2 separate regions of the Mus musculus genome follow, and region 1 is linked to region 2. A link is a contact called in public Hi-C data. All regions are on one chromosome and are shown on one strand. Each heading gives the region's core, a stretch centred on a gene start, on an enhancer-like site or on the middle of the called end of the contact. The rest is flanking DNA. Distances are from core to core; before and after follow the strand shown. Region 1 has its middle 73 kb from the start of 4921504A21Rik. Region 2 has its middle 71 kb from the start of Gm31752.

Region 1 (4,908 bases), core at 555-3,054, 590 kb before region 2:
TCCTGATTGTAAATAAATTATTTTTTACTTTATTCTCATTACTTTTTAAGTTATTGGTATTTATTTGTGTTTTTTAATTTTAAGTTCTTTATACCAACATTTTAATAATTTCTTTCTCTCTGATTCATAGTGCTCATCTGCTCTGGTCATAAACAAACAACATGTCAGGTTCTGGGTATAAGATATTGTTTCCATAGATTCATCTCTAAGTGTTTTATCCATAGATTTATGTCATATTGCCTTCAGTATATTAAAATAAACATATCCCATGGCTATCCTATTGAGAGATTTTGTTATCTAAATGTTAAATTTTATTAAATGTTGTTCTTATATTTCTGGAGATAATTATTATAGATTTATGTATATTGATTTTTTTTTTTTTTTAGAATTCCATGTACAACCTCATTTTGTTCTCAATAATACCATGTCTCTGGGTTAAATATGTTTGGGAATATTTTATTGAAGATTCTTTTATCTGAGTTCATTAGAAATATTGGCTTATGATTGTCAATTTCTTCCAGTGTCCAGTCTAATCACTTTGGGATCTGACTATTGTTAGCTTGTAAAATGAGTTTGGAAATATTTATGTCATCTGTAATTTGCTGAAAGTCAAGGAAGGCTTCTTGTCAGTTTCTAAATGGTTGACAAAATTCAGCAGAGAGACATAAGACACTGTGCTTTAATTTGATGGGAGACCTTATTGCCCATTAGCTTTCCTCACATGTTAATTGGTTGGTTAGACTTTGTTGCTATCTTGGGATGACACTATCTTCATATGTAGAGTAATGTTGGTTTCGAACTTGTAGGGTTTCTTCTTTCATGGCCAGAGTACTGTGATTACAATTCCCATATTCAGCTGCTGTTTGTAATTTATAAATTATTTTGTAATGTTAGTCTCAGAAGGTTATAAGTTTGTAAAAATTTGTTCTTTTTCCCAAATTACTCATTTTGTTGTCTTATCCTTTTTCATATCATTTACTTGTGTTATTTCAATTTTGGTGTAATATCTATTTTATTTATGATTTTATTTATATGACTTTTCCTTTTTACTTGGTCATCTAAATGTTGCTTGATTTCATCTCTCTATTTTTTTTCTGAGTGAGAACTATTTTATTGTCACATTTGTCTTAATTCATCTTAATAAATGATATTCATATTTAAAATATTATTCAAGTAAATAATATGAATTTTCTTTTCTTTTTTTTTCTCTCATTTTCTTTTTTCTTGGATATTTTCTTTATTTAGATTTCAGATTTTATCCCCTTTCCTGGTTTCCTGGAAACCCTGTATCTCATCCCCCATCCCTCCTCCACCTGCTTCTATGAGGGTGTTACAACAACTAGAATGCTAATCTTGTAAGCCATATTAAATCCAAATCTTCCTGTGGCAAATCCTGACAGATTTGCCATCTAATCCAGAAGACACTAGTAGCTACATCTTGTCCTGTCAATATCCAGTCCAAAAATCCCCCCTCTTCCTTCCTCTCTTCCTCTGTTCAACCTGGAAATTCCACCTACTTGCCAGGTGATTGGTTCCTTTATTCATTAGGGGATGGTTACACAAGGATTCGCCTGGGTACATGACTCATTCCAGACAACCCCTCCTAAAGGCAGAATTAACATCAAAATACAACAGCTTCAAGGCTATCCACATATGGTTTACAAGATTAGCATTCTAGTTGTTGTGCCCAGAGATTGAGTTAATGTGATGTTTTTCTTCACACAAAGGCTTGATTGGGTTCCAGAGACAAAGGTACAGCAGCAAAGCAAGGGTTTGCCTGATATGCAGCACAAAGGCTGTGGGGGGGTTGCAGCTTGGGGCTGGCTGGGTAGCAACCTGCCAGAGGTAATTTAGCTAGTTGGGTGGAGACATCTCCAGAGCTCTGGGCCAGAGATTCTGCCTAGTTGAGAACACCAGGCTGGAGCTATGTGGCCTGCTGGTACCCAGTTTAGAACCCAAACTTGAAGATCTATTTTAATATTTCACTCAACAAGTTGCCTTTGTCATGGTGTCTCATCACAGACATAGAACAGTGACTAAGACAGAAATTAGTACCAGGGGGCAGAGTAATACTGTTACAAATTCTAGTAAGTATTTGAAACATAGTGGTACGAGAGTGGCATAAAATCTAACTCAGACCAAGAGGTCTCAGAGGAGAAGAATGACCTAGAGACTATTCATGTGATAATTTGGCAAACAATGTGTCTGCCTTTTTACCTTGCATTAAAAATGTGCATGAGACTAAATTGAAGAGTTTTGGATTAATGACATTGACAGAGGAGATCTCAAGCCAGCTCAGTCTTGACTGTATTGTGTGGTTGTTAGTAATCACTCCTATGCTTCCCTATAATGACAGAAAGAATCAAGGCAACAAAAAGAAATGCAAAATGTGCAGTTGGAGGAGGAAAGGAGCACCAGGAAATATGATGCTAGAACCGGGAACTAAGTTTTGTACACAGGGAAATAAAAGTTTAAAGAAAAGACTTATGCTAAATGGAATAAAAGAGTGGTGACCTCAGGGCAAGACCCTCATTCAGCTAAGCTTCCAACTTATGAAAAGAAATCAAAGGAAAGCTTAAGTAGTAAAGGAAACCATGAACAGCAGAAAGCTGAGGGAGATGTAACTGAAGGAGGAGGCCCCAAGTTTCAGCTTTGGCCATGTGGTTCTGGCATTTGAGTCAAGGATGCATGAAAGGGGTTTTGGACCCACTCTTTATGGATAAGGAAAGCCATTTATCCATAGAGGGGCCAAGTATGTGAAAAAGGATGTTCCTGCATAAGAGATCATGCATAGAACGGCACAGAGAGGCCACTTCTGCATCTAGATTATGAAGCCCTTAAGATGTAGAAGATTCCAGAGTTGTAGGATATCAGCAGATAATTACAAACTCGTTGTGAAAACAGCCCAAGAGAGAGAATAGTAATGTTGTGGTCAACAAAGCTGAAAGGAGTTGGAGATCTGAAGAGTAGTTTGACATCAGACATGGAGATGTAGAATTTAGAGTTTGCACTGCTGAATTTCACTGTTTTCTTGATCCAGTATTTCCTCACAATCCTCCCTTTGATACTTCTTGGAAATGTAAATGTATATTTTCTGCCAGTGCATATTGGAAATAGATAATCTGCCTTTGGATATTGATTTTACAGAAGATTACAAGTAATCAATGAGTCTCAGAAGAGACTAATTTTTGGACATTTAATCAGTATTGAGGCTATGATAGACAATGGATGGCAGAACACAGTCCAAGAATAGTCCTGTGAGAAATCCGAATGCTTGTGAGAAAATTCCAAGAAGACAAGACAAAGATTTGTGACCTCAGATTCTTCAAAACATGAAAATGTTCTTGGAATGTGTTTTGTGCTCCTCCCAGGTATAGTGCATAGGAATGAGTTTACTTTAGATTATTCATTACCACCTGACTATTATTAGTTTATATGCCTCTATGGAGAAAGTAGTTTTTGCCACCAGTGCTTTCTCCTTGTAATTACATACTTTAATCAGGTGACTCTTCTTAACTCTCACTATAAACGGTCTGATGCTCTGAATAAAGTTGGCTGTTGCATGAGACTAATCTGCATCACTTTTAGGCCCAACACTCCCTGATTCACATAGCCAGCTACAGCAGTAAACATATGGGGACCTTTTAAGTTAAAATGAATGTATTTTTGCATTATATGGTTACAGGCTTAGTGGAGCCAGGAAATGAGTTGTGGTTTGATTATAAAAACAAAAAAACCCATATGTTCATTAGTCACCAGGAAGTGGCAGGTAAGAATTAGAAGGAGTAGGAGGAGTGCCTTTGTGTAAATAGGTATGGCCTTTGGGGTTCTGAGGTTCCCAATGCCAATGACATGCCCATGCTGTTTCTATATTTGCCAGAGGATCAGGATGTAGCTCTCAGCTACTTCTCTTATGCCATGCCTACCAGCTACCATGGTCTCTGCCTGAAAGAAAATTAAAATTCAAGGTCTGTGACTCATGCGGCTTGCTAGTTAGGAGGGCTTTTGGGGCCTAGAGCAAAGAACAAAGGGTGTAAAGTCATCCCAGGAAACAACTAGCCATAAAGATAGGGAAGACATATAAGAATGCCCGGACTGGACTGGCACCTCCCTATCTCCCACCCTTCTGACCTAAGTTAAATGTTAACCAGATGCTCTGTTGTTACCTCAATCTGCACATACAGTTTGCTGATATTTAAACTGTCCAATTGTGTGAAGCCGCACCAATTCTTCCCCTACCCCCACTCTTCCTATATAAACCCCTAACTTTTGAGCCTCGTGGTTGATACCTCTGTCTCCTGTGTGAGATACATGTTGGCCTGGAGCTCCGTCATTAAACTACCTTGTGTGTTTGCATCAAGACTGTCTCTCGTGATTCTTTGGGTACACACTATCTCATGACTCAGGTAGGGGTATCCCCACGAAGTTCTTTCATTTGGAGGTCCCACCAAGATCTGCGTGACACCCTGGAACTCTGAAGACCCCTTGGAGGTACGTTTGTGTGAGTCTTGTATGTTGTTTGTTGTCTAAGTGTGGCGCTGCTGAGAGTGTTTGAGACCGGTTTTCTGGCAGCCGCGCTGTGGCCTGTGAGGACCCAGTGGCTGTGGAAGGGCCATAGGCTGCAACCCTGGAAGATGTTCCACGGGTGAAAGGGGGTGGATGTGGAATCCACCCCACTGGAGGTCTGGAGGTCGTGTTTGGCTGGCTGTTTAAGTCCAGACCTGGACATGTGTGTTTAGATGTACTAGTGTCTTGTGTCTTTGTTTTGTTTCTGTTTTTTTTTTTTTCTTTCTTTCTGATTTTTGTTATGGGACAGACAGTGTCAACCCCTTGTCTCTGATTGTGGACTTGGACTGACGTTAGGACAGAATTTGTCAGTGATAGTTAAGAAAAACAACTCAGCGCTGC
Region 2 (4,818 bases), core at 2,058-4,557:
ATACAGAAAAAAAATAGAAGAAATAGTAAAAATGGTTATAAAAGCTATCATCTTATATGTGAGATAAGAATAACAGATTGCTTTGTGTAAATAATTTATCAATTTTCTTAAAGATTTTCTATACATTTATTGTGTAGTAAATATTTCCACAGAAGAAGCTGTAGACAGTTATTTTGGTTTCCTTATCTTGTAGTACAATGCTGTGTGAGGAAAATTGGTGAGTGAGTTTGTGAAAAACAAAAGCCTTTTTAAAGTCTTGTCTTTTATTTATCCCATTTTAATTTCTCTTAGGCTACTCTAAGTGCTCTTTGTCTTTTTTACATTATGACATGTTTTAATTTTCTGTTTTAAAACAGAGAAAGCAATTAATATAGGGTTTGCAAGCTTTACAGTCTCTGAGAAACTCTACTTACTTAACAACTGGGAAATGCAGACGGAAGTAAGGGAATAGGTGTATGTTCCAATAAAACTTTATTTACAAAATTAGGGATGGGTGTAGCATTTGCTCCCTTGCTCACAGTCTGATGATGTCCTTTTCAGCTTGTTATTTCTGACTCAAATTTGTTACCTTTTCATGACTAGTTTTAATTACTGAGACTAAGATTCTGGAATACACAGCAAGACTGTGTCAACATATAACATGACAGGGCCAACAGTATGTTTCTTTGAAACAAGAGCTCTAATATTATGTGATGGTATGGAAAACCACTCTGTGGCTTTCTTTCTAAAAATCCATACAACCAGTTTACTCATGTGAAAACAATCCAAGCTTGGAAATTCTGTGGTATATTTTGTTTCTAAGTTAGAATATTGAACATTTTTTTAATCTAGTAATTTAGCTTGCAAATGCTACTTTTGAGGGTCAAAGGTCTTATGCAGCCCAATATGATTTGTGTGGTTGACACTGGTGTTGAATTCCTGAACTACTGACCTTTCTGTCTCCACCTACCTGAATGAAGACATTATGGTCATGCACCACAAAACCTAGAGGTAATTTTCTCTTGCAAGATATCAGGGAGTTTTCTGTTTATGTATTAAATGAATTTTCAGGAAGTGGATATTGTATACAGGATCTTCTATTGTGTTGTATGATAAAGATACATTTAAGTCATCTTCTGAGGCTATGGAACCACAGGAAATAGTTTGGAAAAGCTTCTGAGATTCCATGTAAAGCTCCATTTTGTGTTATTTCTAAGAAACTCAGGAATTGGCTTTAAAAAAATGGTCAAGAGAATAATTGGCCATTCTTAGTTTTGAGAAATTGGTTTATTTTTGTTCTAGATGATTTGAAACAAGGTCTTGCTGGGTAGATGAGTCTAGCCTCAGGCTTGTCTTGAACTCTTAACCTTCTTCTCTTGATCTTTCCATTTTTTGTATCACAGTGGTATGCTACACGCACAGGTAGTAAACCAGTTTTGAAAAGCAAGGTTGATGACACTGAACCCACCTGTCATACTGAAGACCACACTTTTAAAGACTGCCTTTTAAAAAGGCAGAGGTTTGGGGGAGTCAGGGAGATAGGGAGTTTTTGGAGCAGAAACCGGGAAAAGGGATAACATTTGAAATGTAAATAAGTATCTAATTTAAAAAAAGAAATGTTATCAAAACACATCGATGAGGGGAAACTTGGACTGCAACATTTAATGTTGACACATACAGTTAAATAATAAAAATGTAAACAACCCAAAAAAAAAAAAAAAAAAAGCAGAGGTTTGAGGAGGAAAAAAATGAGGATAGAAAAAGAGAATGAGAAATTAAGATGATTTTTTTCTTTTTTTCCACCAGTAATTTAGAGATTTATTTACATTAAAACCCAGTTTCAAGGATGAAATGAGTGGACAGCACAGTAAAGTAATGTAGAGACAAAAATTCTTGATAGAGAAAAAATAGACATGCTAAGAATCCAGTGAGGTTGGATTTCCCTTTAGAAATTTGAATTTTATAATTTTGGAGGCAATTCAAACAGGTTGTGAAAAGACTACTACCAAACTCTGAATATTTTCTGGGTAAGATTAAAAGCCAATAAATATTTTCTTTTTCTGCCAGACAGTAACATCTTTGGTCATTCCATTTAAAAGTACATCTCAGTTTAGTGAAAGTGCCAGAGGTATCCAGAATAGAGAGTGAATTGCCAGGTAAGAAATGATGCCATTATACTGACCAAGGTTTGAAAGACTCTCAACTACTAAATGGAATAAGAATATTAATCCAGCAACATGGCTGTTCTGATCACATCCAAAGACCTTCTTGGTCTGTGTGATTTGACTGGGATACAGGTATATTTTTAGTACACACCTTTAACCCTTTTGGCTGAAATCCTATAGTACACTGTTTTAATCCCAAACAATAACATCTAATTGAGGAAAAGATGAAGTGATGAATGAAAAAATATTTGACAGAGATATTATATGCCCAATTCCCATGAGAACAGCACTGGAAAGAGAAGCTATTTAAGAGCAATGCAGGGAGAGAGTCAGTGAGGTGGGAGTCAGTGTAGCAAGTACATGGCAATGGAATTGGGTTCTTCTGTGAATTCAAGCAGTTCAATGCAGGTACTCAAAAGCAGTTAAAACCAGAGAACTATGAGTCAGAATATTAGAACAAAGTACCAGAGGCAGTTTTTGCCAAGCAAAGCAATTCAATTTAGACAGAAGCCAGTTTGAATCAGGCAGCACTGAGAGGAGTTTGAGCCAAAACAACTGATTTGAATCAGCCAGCCAAAGTTCAGAAAGAGCTAGAAAAGGTGAGCTTATTCAGTAGTAAGTCTCTAAGATGACAGTTACATCAGGCAAATAGAAGTTACTTCTACAATTAAAGTTGTCTCAGAGATGGAAGATCAAAGCATTAAAAAATATATGGAGGTGGACTATACTGATTTGACCAATGGTTGATTGAAAGAGTAAGAAGAAGGGAAAAAATCAAAGATGCCTCTATATGTCTAACATAGGCTACTGAATAAATCCATGGTGATGTTAGTTAACAAAAATACCAAAATGTTGGAAACCAACCAGCAGCTCACAAGAAACGGGGTTTCACCTGGGAGGCAAACCAGGCCTGAAAAGAGAGGAGAATTAGGTGGGCGAGAAAAATGGAGCCAAGACCAGGTTCCTAACCAAGGCTCAAATGTTTAATGGAGAATGCACTTATAAAGGAGGTGGGGGGAGAGGCCCGTTCCCACCAATTCATTCTTGGAGCTTGGAACCAGCTTCAGGTGATGACATGCAGGATAGGATGTAGTCTCTGGAATAGCTCGGCAGCTTCCCCAAAGGTAGCAGTATCTTGAAGAGGAACAGAGACAGTGGCTGAACAATAGAGTGAACTAGGGAGGAAGGCTCTACCCTAGGTAATCTCCTGAGTGGTAGCAAGATCAAGGTCTAGCTCAGCCTGCTTCAGGCTTGGGAGAGGTTACAATTTCCTCCCTGTTATTAATATTTAAAAAAAAAAAGCTGGACTGAGGCATAAAATTTATTTATGCTCTATAGTTCTGCCTGATTTCTTTGGGCCTAGTGAAGAAACCTGTCTCAGTGGGATTCCCTAACTTTTCTCATGGTAAACCCACCTATTCACTAGGCCATTGTGTTTGGGTTAGACTGATTACTACCTCAAGTAAACTCTCTGCAGACTAGCCCTGAGCCATTCCTGCTTGGTCCTTTGTAATGCTAATTAGTTACTGAATAGGTAACTTCCTTACTGAATTCCTACTGAATTCCAAGTTTGTCAGCTTAAAGGTCTTTCTGGGACTTTGGAACATTGGCGAAGGCTTAGCTATGTCAGAATTCAATCTTAAAAGGCACTTATAATAAGATAATACTAAAAGAGAGCACGTGGATCCATACACCAGACTAACTCGGGGATAGGGTATGAGAATGAGAATGCCAAAGTTCCAGGAAATTCTTTGCCTCATGAGTGCTCTGATGCCTCTCAGCCTACCAAGCAAACTTCATTGGAGTGTGCATAGCATTCTTCCCCTTTCTGTTTATATTTCTGCCAAAGTTCCGGAAAGTCCTGCCATAGCTACAGATCTCAGGAGTGCTCTAAAAATGAGTGGAAACACAACGATTTACTAATAAAATAGTGTCAATAATAATAGCAAATAGGAATATATATTGAACCCAATCCAGGGGATTCAATGCACTTAGGTTATTTTTTAAATCTCTGGCCAATTCATCAATGTTCCAAGTGTCCAAGTGACTTTTGCTAATATCTGAAATTTCTGCCTTTCTAGCCTTAATATATGCTATGTCCTGCCCTATTGTTAAGACTACTACTTCTAAGACATTAACCTTTTCTTCCAATTTTTTACATGACTCTGTGGTGTATTATTAATAAACCACAGCCTCTTGGCATGTACCTCTGTCTAGATTGATATGATTCTGAGATCTGGGTGCCCATCTTAGACTGTCCAGCCCTCATAGCAAACCTTATTTCTGAATCAGGCCAAAATCCACAATATGTACTTAGAATGCTTCCTCAATGGAAATTAATAACTGCCACCTGTGCTGTTGGAGGCAACAATAGGAATGCTTCTTTGGGGAAGTCCAGGTACTCCATTCAATTGCAAATTAGCAATGATCAAGCTGAGATTTAGAGTTCCCAGTGTGGGGGAGGTGGCATTGAGAATCACAGAAAGGCTGTAACTTTCTGGGAGTGGAGTCTGTGCTCCAAATTAACTTTGCTAGGTAATTAAGATTTTATCTATCTTTCCTAAGAATCTCTAATACTGGAATTATTACTAGACCAGTCCAAGATTGAGTGGTCACAATGAGGGAAGGAGAAAAATCACTATAACTCTTTCTTGTGACTAATCTTTCTAAATCA

The links. A called contact is a pair of places that touch in the nucleus more often than the background predicts.
Region 1: a contact with region 2 is called in a Hi-C map of embryonic stem cells, with 4 times the contacts expected there. The contact joins two enhancer-like sites. A contact is called at or near these places in 1 of 484 Hi-C or Micro-C datasets (embryonic stem cells), 3 of 115 datasets of contacts at active chromatin or transcription factors (all in embryonic stem cells) and 1 of 9 other capture datasets (embryonic stem cells).

Annotation. Positions count from the first base shown.
Region 1 is chr5:19,151,482-19,156,389 of GRCm38.p6, reverse strand. No RefSeq gene overlaps it. Among named protein-coding and RNA genes, the nearest start is that of 4921504A21Rik, 73 kb to the left of the region's middle. Within about 2 kb of position 1,804, at least 3 of the 459 cell types and tissues checked have an H3K27ac peak or open chromatin away from gene starts, as enhancers often do. A contact at or near this core is called in embryonic stem cells, where this site is marked.
Region 2 is chr5:18,564,185-18,569,002 of GRCm38.p6, reverse strand. No RefSeq gene overlaps it. Among named protein-coding and RNA genes, the nearest start is that of Gm31752, 71 kb to the right of the region's middle. Within about 2 kb of position 3,307, at least 13 of the 459 cell types and tissues checked have an H3K27ac peak or open chromatin away from gene starts, as enhancers often do. A contact at or near this core is called in embryonic stem cells, where this site is marked.